3 separate regions of the Mus musculus genome follow, and all the other regions are linked to region 2. Evidence: chromatin contacts called from public HiCAR-type and promoter capture Hi-C data. All regions are on one chromosome and are shown on one strand. The core of a region is the stretch at or near the end of the contact, and the rest is flanking DNA. Distances in the headings are between cores, read along the strand shown.

The links. Promoter capture Hi-C pulls out the DNA fragments that hold promoters and counts their contacts. HiCAR-type assays count read pairs that join an accessible place to other places.
Region 1: a contact with region 2 is called in a promoter capture Hi-C map of second pharyngeal arch cranial neural crest. The contact joins the promoter of Rtel1 here to the promoter of Lama5 in region 2. A contact is called at or near these places in 3 of 39 promoter capture datasets (cranial neural crest, liver and second pharyngeal arch cranial neural crest).
Region 3: a contact with region 2 is called in a HiCAR-type map of astrocytes, with 3 times the contacts expected there. The contact joins the promoter of Uckl1 here to the promoter of Lama5 in region 2. A contact is called at or near these places in 2 of 115 datasets of contacts at active chromatin or transcription factors (astrocytes and embryonic stem cells).

What each region holds. Positions count from the first base shown.
Region 1 is chr2:181,317,806-181,321,116 of GRCm38.p6, reverse strand. Rtel1 (regulator of telomere elongation helicase 1) reads right to left here and starts at 1,393. Exons shown (of 34, transcript NM_001001882.3): 1 at 1,261-1,393; 2 at 60-311. The coding sequence starts at 161.
Region 2 is chr2:180,224,057-180,227,320 of GRCm38.p6, reverse strand. Lama5 (laminin, alpha 5) reads left to right here and starts at 1,462. Exons shown (of 79, transcript NM_001081171.2): 1 at 1,462-1,830. The coding sequence starts at 1,519. It overlaps Gm52542 (a long non-coding RNA gene), which reads right to left and starts at 2,702. Exons shown (of 2, transcript XR_003953984.1): 1 at 2,638-2,702; 2 at 1,007-2,382.
Region 3 is chr2:181,579,680-181,583,423 of GRCm38.p6, reverse strand. It overlaps Uckl1 (uridine-cytidine kinase 1-like 1), which reads left to right and starts at 1,451. Exons shown (of 15, transcript NM_026765.3): 1 at 1,451-1,568. The coding sequence starts at 1,456. Zfp512b (zinc finger protein 512B) reads left to right here. Exons shown (of 17, transcript NM_001164597.1): 17 at 1-1,321. It overlaps Uckl1os (uridine-cytidine kinase 1-like 1, opposite strand), which reads right to left. Exons shown (of 3, transcript NR_027289.1): 2 at 2,796-2,981.

The sequences.
Region 1 (3,311 bases), core at 144-2,643, 1.1 Mb before region 2:
TGAAGGTATGCCCTCATTGCCCCCTCTCTAAATTACTGTCTTGAGCTTTGTAGCTTTACCTTCTGGAGACATTCTAGCACCTTGGTCATATATTCCTGTTGGCATGGGTAGGGCTGGAAAGGAAAATCCACTGTCACACCATTCAGGACTACCCTGGGCATATCAGCCTATACTGAGGAAGACACGGTGGTAGGCCAAGATGCAGGCTGTCTGGGTCTGTGAGACAAACCCCTCTGATCATCTCAGTGTTTCAGCCACTCCAGGTAAGTGTTGGCAGCATGTGGCATCAGGTTTCCCTCTGTAAGAATTCCCTACAACACAGATAAGAAGAAATCAGCCTTTGTAGCCACAGACCATTACACCAATCATTTTAGGAAGCTGTCCTTGTAGGGTCAGAAAATCTGTTATTTCCCTATCAAAAGGTGCTTAGAGCCTATCATGGTGGCACACGCCTTTAATCTCAGCTCTCAGGAGGCAGAGGCAGGGGTATCTCTTAAGTTCGAAGCCAGCATGTCCAGGGAGTTCCAGGACAGCCAGGGCTATGTAGACCCTGTCTCAAAAAATAAAAAGGAGCTTAGAGATCTAAAGATGATCCCCTGGCTCACCCAATTCCATCCTAGACTGAAAAGCAAAGCAAAGCAAAAACCCAATGTAGTTATCAAAACAAGCACATTTTCAGCACTCTACCTGCAACTCTTCAAAAAGTCTGTGACTAAGAACCTAGGAGCATCCCCTTGTGGCCTGGACCTGAACACAAAAGCGTGGAATGTCTCCAACCTTTGATGCTCTTAAGATTGGGGTCATGCATCATTCGGTCCAGGTGTGCACCCGAATGCAAATAAAGTAGTAAAACAGGCAGGGCGTGGTGCTCCAGCCTTAGTTCCCAGCACTCAGGAGGAAAAAACAGATGGATCTCTGAGTTCGAGACCAGCATGGTCTGCAGAGCGAGTTCCAGGACAGCCAGGAATACACAGTGACATCCTGACACGCAAAACCAAAACCAACCAAACAAAGGTAGCAAAACAGAATCATGATCTGTTCAGCCCTCCGCAAGTCACTAAACTTCTCCAGACCTCCAAGTCTACTGACAGGCGAAAATCTATCCGCCGTCTTGGAACTAGCCCAGGGAGGCGCCTCTAGCTAGACACTGGCAGCAAGAGCCCGGGACCCAGAATGCACCGCGGCACTTCAGAACTAGCGAGTGCGTGATCTATGACCTCTATCCACTCAGATAAAACTGTCAAGCGACTCCCAGCTCACTTGTCTCGGTAGGGCTGCCTTTCAAAGTCCGGTATCAAACAACTGTAAAGACACGGATCCCGCGTGCTCCGCAGTCCGCTGATTGGAACTTCGCGGGCAGATCCGTGTAGCCACGCCTAAATGCTACACTTCCGTTTCCTCCCTTCCGGTCCGCTACTTTGCACCCGGGCGGAAACCGGGTTCCGCGACTTCTGAGTCAGCAGGTTCCCTCGCCTCTGGACGCCAGGGGGCTGGGGGCTGGGGGGTGGGGCTTCGTGCAGTGGACCTGGCCTCATCTCTGTATTCTATCCAAAGCACTTAATATCGTCTAGAGTCTCGCTTGTCTCCCACTCTTTTTGCTTGTTTGTTTCGAAACAGGTTTTCTCTCTGTAGCCTTGATTGCCCTAGAGCTCACTCTGTAGACCAGGTTGACCTGCCTCTTCCAAGTGCTGGGATGAAAGGCGTGCACGCCCGGACACTCATCCCCACTTTTGCATTATAAGCTCCATCTTCTGGAATCTACTAGTTCATTTGGCCAGGCCACTTACATTGTCCGCACAACTAAACAAATCTAAAGCTTTCTTGTGGTTACTGACCTCAAGTCACAAAAGGCATCTTTTCACAGCTGGAGTATATAAAATCCAAATGGCTGCATCTTACCTAGACCCCCACCCCACATTAAGAGTTCTCACTGCCTCCTCTCTCACCCAGGGTCCAGCTTATTTTCCAATCAGTGTCTGCTAGCTGTCAGGTGAGTTCCTCTAAATCTCTAGCACCTAGCACTAGCTGACAGTCAACAAGGAGCTCCAGGGAAGAGAGAGCTGCAAAGTCCTTCAGGGCGGTGCTGACATCAGAGGTGTTTGTTTATTTCAGGCAATCCCAATAGGTATTAGAAAGAAATTGACATTTCAGTGGCTGGCTCTCCACTACTAATAGATACTTGTTTCAGAGCTTCTCTTTAATACCCAGGTAGTTTCCCACAGAAATGCCCATACTTGTGCATGTGAGATCATACTTACAGAACACCCTGACAAACCTATAGATTTCCTTCAGACCCTCATCTCTTATTGGGAATTTGAAGATGAAGGAGGCCACACACACTGGGATGGCACCAATTCCAGGCAAAACTTTCTGGGCTACTAGTGAAGCTGAGACATGAGCTGATTCATCTGCTGCTTGGGTTCACATCAAGACAAGTCTAGTTCACAGCACATAGGTAGTTGCTTTGAGGCAGCATGCCCAGCTTATAATGAAACTATCCTGGAAGGAATGAATATATTCTAAGAGATGCATATGATCTTCCTTTTGACTATCAGGCCATTTAAACAATGGACCCCCCAGAAATTGGAATTCCCCAGGAAAGGAAGGAAAAGAGTGAGGGGTACCAGACAGAGAAGGGACTCTTCTTAGGGAAGAAGATTTTATGCAGTTATGACAACTTGTCAGACCACTGTGGCAAAGAGACTGAAGCTAGAGATGATGGTTAGGACCCAAGGCTGCATAGTAATGTACACATCATCCAAATAAACCTAAGGATCAGAGCTGTAAGGATCATTTGGGAGATAATTGGACTTCACTGTTCCTCTGCCCAGTGTTGCCATATTGAAAAAAAAAAATCCTAGCTGGGCGGTGGTGGCACACGCCTTTGATCCCAGCACTTGGGAGGCAGAGGCAGGAGAATATCTGAGTTGGAGGCCAGCCTGGTCTACAAAGTGAGTTCCAGGACAGCCAGGACTATACAGAGAAACCCTGTCTCGAAAAAAACCAAAACAAAACAAAAAAATCCTTTTCTATTTTCACTATTACATTGTCTACTTTTTTTTTCCTCTGTGAATAAAACACTATCTCAATTATAGGGTAGATGTAAACCAACCACACATAAGATTGTGATAAGTATAAAGAAGAGAAATTATATTAAAGGGTTCCCCTGACTAGAGGCCAGGAAAGACTTCCATGAAGACTGTTGTGGGAATATTTTGGGAAAAGCTATGTTGCGCTTAGCTATAGGACTTAGTCATAGCAAATCTTCTAGAAAGTAAGGAACTAAAACAGGCTAATAAGAACTGAGTAAA
Region 2 (3,264 bases), core at 213-2,712:
CATCCAGGGAGGGCAGCTTGTCTTGACCTCGCATTTTCAACGGAGACTGGGGTCCTCCCAGCCCCTTGGGGTTTAAGATTTGTAGGAGGCTGGGGGGTTAGTCAGGAGGGCAGGAGGATGGTGCAAATTTTCCAGACAATTACGGGTCAGAACTGGGCCAGGACATGATGGCAGTGTTTCAGGAACTCACTGGGACCCTTGGGATTATCCAGAAGGACCAGCAAGAATGGGAGTCCTACCCAAAAACGTGAGATGGTGGCCTGGCTAGGAGATAAGGGGAGCTGCTAGCCCTGCTGCTGAGTTCGACCTCTACACCCCTGGGGGCTTTCCTGTTTGGTCCTAGAATCCAAGGGAAGGGAATCCAGTGGCTGTGGCTGAAGCAGACATGAGGTACACAAGCATCTTAGCTAAGCCTCTAGGACGTTCAATGTTTGCAACTCAGCCAGGCAGATCAACTGGAGCCCACTGTACCCCAGAAACACAGGAGCTAGAGGCACGGCTTGCTTAAAAGATGTCTAAGCCGGGCGGCGGTGGCCAGCGCCTTTAATCCCAGCACTTGGGAGGCAGAGGCAGGTGGATTTCTGAGTTCGAGGCCAGCCTGGTCTACAAAGTGAGTTCCAGGACAGCCAGGGCTATACAGTACAGAGAAACCCTGTCTCGAAAAAACAAAAACAAAAAACAAACAAACAAACAAAAAAACAGAAAGAAAGAAAGAAAGAAAGAAAGAAAGAAAGAAAGATGTCTAAGCAAAGTCTTAGCTTCCCAAGGAGCCTATGGAGTGGCACCTATAGGCCAATGAGCATCCTTGGATATGCTCCATGGGTGGGCGCCTGTCATTTCTTTGCTCTTGTATTGATCCCCTATTGCAGAGGAGTTTAAAACCCAAAGGGGTAGACAGGGCTAAATCCGACCTAACAATGGAGGAAGTAGGGGGTCTCCTCCTGTCTGGTCTTCTCCACCCCCCCCCCCCCCACCATTTGCAGATCACATCTCCTCTGGGTCCCCATCCACAGCTACACACAGTTTATTCAAATACCAACAGGGAAGGAAGAGAGTAACAGGCTAGGGCAACGGGGAGGCGCCAGGTGGCTGAGACCTGTTTGAAGTTAGGGAAACAAAAACAGGAGCCGCTGGGCGGGTAGAGGCAGGCCCGGCATGCTGGGGTCCTGAACATCCACGGAAAAAGCAAGGGGTCTCAGTGGGGATCGAAGCCACCACCTGGGAGAGAGGAAAGGCTCAGTAGCGCCAAGTTCCCGCGGCCTGGCGGGCGGCCAGCAGGTGCCCCTTCCAGGACGCTGGTCTGGCCGGGGTCGGAAGGGTTAAGGTCCCCAGGCCGCCCCCTCTCTTATGCCCTCCCCCAACCCCCTCTCCAGGGCATAAGGCTCGGGCGCCAGGCGGGCCTGGGCGGGGCCTGACGTCCTCGGACAGGCGGGGCCAGCGGGACCGGCCGCCCCAAACTAGACTTGCCGGGCTCCTGCGGTGCGCGCTGTCCCTAGAGCCGCAGCCCCCAGCAGGAAAATGGCGAAGCGCGGAGGGCAGCTCTGCGCGGGGAGCGCACCGGGCGCTCTTGGCCCCCGGAGCCCCGCGCCACGGCCGCTGCTACTGCTGCTGGCTGGACTGGCGCTGGTAGGCGAGGCGCGCACTCCCGGGGGCGATGGCTTCAGCCTGCACCCGCCCTACTTCAACCTGGCGGAGGGCGCTCGCATCACCGCGTCCGCGACCTGCGGCGAGGAGGCCCCGACGCGCAGTGTCTCACGCCCCACCGAGGACCTCTACTGCAAGCTGGTTGGGGGTCCGGTGGCTGGCGGAGATCCCAATCAGACAATCCAGGTGAGCGCGGCACGGAGGAGCTGGTTACACCATCCTGTGGTGGTCCACCTCTAGCGCCGGAACCCAGACATCTCGTAGGGGCTCCCAGTGCTGGGGAGAGTAAGTACGGACTGACTCTCCCACCAAGACTCCCTGGCCCCATGTTTTGATGGACTAAGGGGGACCCTGATGCGGCTACCGAAACTCGTGCAGACACGGCACGTGCCTCTGGAAGAGCCAATGAAGTGTCCGACTCGCGGACCAAGGGCCCCTGGGGCTGGTGAAGCTCGGGGGTGGGGGTGGGGGGGTGACCTAGGCAGGAGGGGACCGGTGATCAGTCCTCGGCAGCCGTAAGTCCGGGATCCCTGCGTGGGCGGAACTTGGCCAGGGTGCCCGCTGACTGTGAGGAGGGGGCGGGAGCTCCTTGTTACCCCGGGACAGGCAGGAACCTGTTGGCCTCCCGGATAGGGACGGAATGAGCGCGGAAGCCGCACCATCGCCGGTTTCTCCTGGTGTTGGGTCTCACTGTCTCAGCCAAAAGTTGAAGAAGCTTCTTTGCTTGGGATCTGGGAACTTCAGAAGGAGGTGGAGAGCGCTAACACCTGTGGGCCATCGTGGAGGAGCCCCCTGCCCAGCAGGTGGTAGGCTCTGGGGCTTTAGTCTCCCGGGAGATGTGGATTCTGTACCTAAGGACTCTCCTGAGCCCTGCCTTTCAGGCTGAGCCTGCAGGTGGGCCACGTTGTCCCCCCCCCCCCCCCCGCAGGACTCCTGCCTCACGTTAGGGACCTAAGGAGTTGGGAGCCATTAGGGCCTGGTAACTTTAGCTACCTTCTCTAGGGACCTGCTTCCACGTTCCTGGAAGGAGGCTGGCGAGGGAAAGAATAGCTGAAAAAACGGATTCGTCGGGGTGGAGAAAGGGGAGCGGTGAAGGAATTCAGTTCTGTTTTCTGGTTTACCTGGCCACCACCCTCCTTGCCTGCCCACCCCGCCTGTTCTCGGGCCTCCAAGTGGGGAGGGGGAGTTGAGAAGGGCCGGGCTCCCTGCGCTCTGGTTCCCTTGCAGTCTCAGAGTAAGAGCAGGTGTGGGCCATCAGAGACAGGGAAACTGAGGCCTGGGAAGGTATAAACACTTGTTTTTGAAGCTTTACAAGTCAGAGCAGGATCCGTCTGAGGCGAGCGTTCAGAAGTGAGGTGCCATCAAACGGTGGTGGCGCAGGCCTTTAATCCCAGCACCTAGGCAGGAGGGGACCGGTGGCAGAGGCAGGTGGATTTCTGGGTTCGAGGCCAGCCTGGTCTACAGAGTGAGTTCCAGGACAGCCAGGGCTACACAGAGAAACTCTGTCTCGAAAAAACAAAAAACAAACAAACAAAAAAAACAGAAGTGAGGTGTCTCTTGGCCAGCGTTGCTCAGTATATGGCTTCAGGGAGCTGAGTCTCAGGAGGGGGCCCTGTAGGG
Region 3 (3,744 bases), core at 202-2,701, 1.4 Mb before region 2:
CTAAGGGTTTCCTGGTGCCGAAGGTATTGCTGTGGTACTGACTAGCACCTGCCCCCAGCCTCAGCAGGGAGCGTTTCCAAGAAGGCCAGCTCCAGGGAGATTTGGGGTGAGGTCCTTGTACACATGTATTTAGAAAGGCTCTGACTCTGGGCAAGGTAACCATGGCCTGGTGTGTTGTAGGTGTTGAATGGACTCTCCAATTCCTACACACTTTGATGTGGTCAGAGGTGGCTACAGAGGTGGGTATGATCCAGTGTCAAAGGGTAGGCTGGGGCTTTGGAGTGGTTGTGTGCAACTGTGGAAGGGAAGGGGGCCAAAGTGCACTTTTCACAACACCTCTGTGGGGTGTGACCATCCACCCTAGCCTCTCAGGTACTTGGCACTTGTAGGGAGAAGTAGGACCTGGGTTTGCTGGGGGCTGAGTTTTCCAGGACGAACCAGAAAGCCCATATACAGCCTTGCTATGGGACTGTTCTGGGTAACTTGATGTTAGCACTTTAACTCAGTCTTTGAGGTCAGTTTTGGGGCAGCTGTCAAAAGCTGCAGTTGGATAGGTACCAGCCTGTGGTGACTGGTAAGTAGTGGCAAACTAGACTGTAAAGCTCTTCCATGGTGGCAGGGCTCATCGGTCTGCCCACCTCCCTACTATGGCCCAAAGGTAACCACCAGCCTACACAGATCCTCAGTAAGAGGGACCATCATGGCAGAGCTACAGAAGGTGGGTGGGCATAGACTTAGAGGGCCAAACCAACCCTGGGTCCTTGGCAAAATGCAAAAGTCAGGGTCTCTACAGATCTACCTCTGGCTCAGCGCTTGCCCTGCCCTAAAAAAACAGAAGTGCCAAGGGCAGACATTTCATGCAGAACCAGGGTGCACTTTATGTTCCTGCACAGGCAGATGATGGTGCCTCCTGGAGGCTTTGGGATCTTCCTGTCCCTATGGTGGTTCTGAAGGGAGAGCTGTTCCCCTGTTGGGTGAAACCCAGGTCCCTTGCCCTGGAGACCTGGTTTCCCAGGTCACCCCACATACCTGACTGCAGCGCCTCCTAAACTTTGGGTTCCTTGGTTTGGTTATAATGCAGTTCTCATTACACAAGTGCATTTCTGGCTATCACTTGTAACCATAGATATACATGCATATATATTCTATCTACAAAGTGTTTTATTTGCAAGATGTTTTGAGGTGAGCTTTGGTCCTGCCCGCCTTGTGGTCATCTGTCCTCATCCTCATCCCCTGGCCCGGAGTGGTGCGGTGGTGGGCCATCAACTATGTATTAAAGTCACTGTATCAAATAAATGTTTATTGATTTTTTTTTTCCAGGGATTTTGTGTGGCTGAGTTTGTGTTGAGGCAAAGGTCATTCTCGGGGCTTGCCGCACGGCCTTGTGGGGATTGTAGTCCGCAGCGTGCCTGCCTCCCGGTGCGCCTCCCCGGCCTCCGCCAGGTTCGGGACGCCATGGCTGCGCCGCCGGCCTCAATGAGCGCCGCCCCTTCGCCCCTGCAGTCTGCTGTGGCCCCAGACGTGCCTGGCCGCCAGGCCGAGCAGAATGAAACGGCGTGCGAGGACCGGTAGGCGCGGGCCTGAATAAGGCAGGGGCCGCGCTTGTCTCTTGGGAGGGGTCGGAGCACGGCTTGCATCTCTTCCTAGAGCCGGGACGGCTCCCGGCATCTCCATAGATGGGCAGCTTGATCTCTACAGCCTTGTGGATCCTGGACAGGTTTCGGCGGCTCTCCAGCGCCCTGGGGCCTCCTGGGCTATGTGTCAGCCACCCCCTGCCAGGGAGAGGGAGGTGGCAGACGACCTGGAGGGCCCCAGCGGACGGAAGGCGGAACTGGCCCAAGCTCCAGCTTTTGGAGGCACTGAGAATGGAAACCTGTTTGACATCTTTAGCGTGGGTCTCTGTTCCTAGTGGGTGCGCACTTGGCTCTGGGCCCCCAGCTGGGCGGTAGGCGTGTTCGACCTTCTGAGTTCGTCGAAATTGAGCGCAAAGTTGCACCTGGCGGCCAGTGGTGCTTGTGAATGTAAGATGGGGTGGTGATTGCCACCTGTCCGAGAGTTTGGGGGCCTTTGAGACTTTCGAGGCTTTCAGGAGAATGGAAGGGGAGATAAGGGTCCTTGTAGGAAGTAGGAGACTTAAGGGTCCTTGTCTTCACTCGGCCTGATCATCACTTGTAGCAACTCTAGGTCGTGGCCGCCAGGGGGCAGTGACCATGCTTGGAAACTGCTCGTGACACCTCTTCCGGTCTGTATGAGTCAGTTGAAGGCCAAATGTCTTCCGGCTTTGCATGCCACAGTGCACCGCCTGAGAAGCTGTAACCCCGGACGCCTTTAGAAAGTGAGGTGCTGGCAGTGGATGAGGTGAATCCCAGCTAGTTCACACACTCCAGGCATTCTGACCAGGAGTCAGACTTTGTGAGGCCGTGGCCAAATTCCTCCTCCGAAGGTTCCTGGGGATACACCTTGAGAAGATACAAACTGCCCTGGTGCCTCAGGCACTGGCAGCAGTAGGGGAGGGAGTCGCTGGTAGACTAAAGCCCAGCTTGAGGTTTCTCCTATTGCCTTTCCCAGCACCTGGCTCCCTATCTGCCTGCCCCTGAGGCCTTTTCCTTGGAGTTGTCTGACCTTAGCCAGCACCGCCATTGGCTTTCATGTCGATATGCAAAGTGGAGATGGATTTGGGATTAGAGAGTGGAGAGAAGTTAATAGGTACTCACCCAGAGCCTTGGGGGGGGGGGGGGGAGGCAGGTTGGCAAGTGAGGCCATGAAAGCCTTTAATCCCCCAGTCCTATGTCTACCTTGTAAAAATGGCTTTGATGACTCTGAACCGCCTTCTGCCTCTTGCAGGAATTCCACAGTAGCACCGGGATGGGTTGCTTGACTAGATTTAACCATAGCAGAGGGATCTTGAGACCTTTCTTTGGTGGTCCAAGTGATGAGCCTTCCTCTCTTCAGTCTCTGCTGTAGGCCTTTCATTCTGGTTTCTAAGATATGGGGGATGCAAATTACAGGGCAGCTCTAACTTCCATGGAGTTTCCTTATCCATGAGGCACCGGCTTAGGTCCTCAGTAGCCTCTCTCTGTTTCTCTGTATAAGGATACATACAGGTCTGCAGCAACTCCCTGGTGAGTGGCTTTGAGCCATAGATGACAGCGCTGTTACCTAAGGGATAGCCAGGGGAAAATGAAAACTGAGCAGCAGCTTCCAGCACCACCTACCTCAGACAGCCCTGAGGCCTAAAATGGAGCCCTGAAAGAAGAAAACCTCAAAGATGGAAGTTAAGGAGTGTAGTAGCCAGGTAGCCTGGTGTATCTTAGGTAAAGATGAAGTTCTGGGGTCAGGGTGTGGTATTTTGGAGCCAAGTCTAGTGAATCAATAGGTGGGACAGGTCTATTCTGTAAGCAGTAACAAATCTGGAATTAAGTAAAGCCTTCCCTTTCTAAGACCAGCACGATGTTAGCTTCCCACAGACCTGTGGCCTTTTTGCTACCCACTGATCCTGACCTGCTGGGGTACCCAAGGAACATGTCAGGATCCTCTGTTGTGCTTAGCCAGCCAAACTTAGAGAACTGATTCCCTAGGACTCCTTAACTCTGCACCCCTGCCCAGAACAATATTAGCCTCCCAGAGCAATCCTAGGGCATATCCAGCCAACCATATCTAAGGGTAGAGTCAGAGGGACAGACAAACTATAAACACATACATGCACATGCAAACAGAGATTGGCTCTTCCTGCTCCTGGTGTCT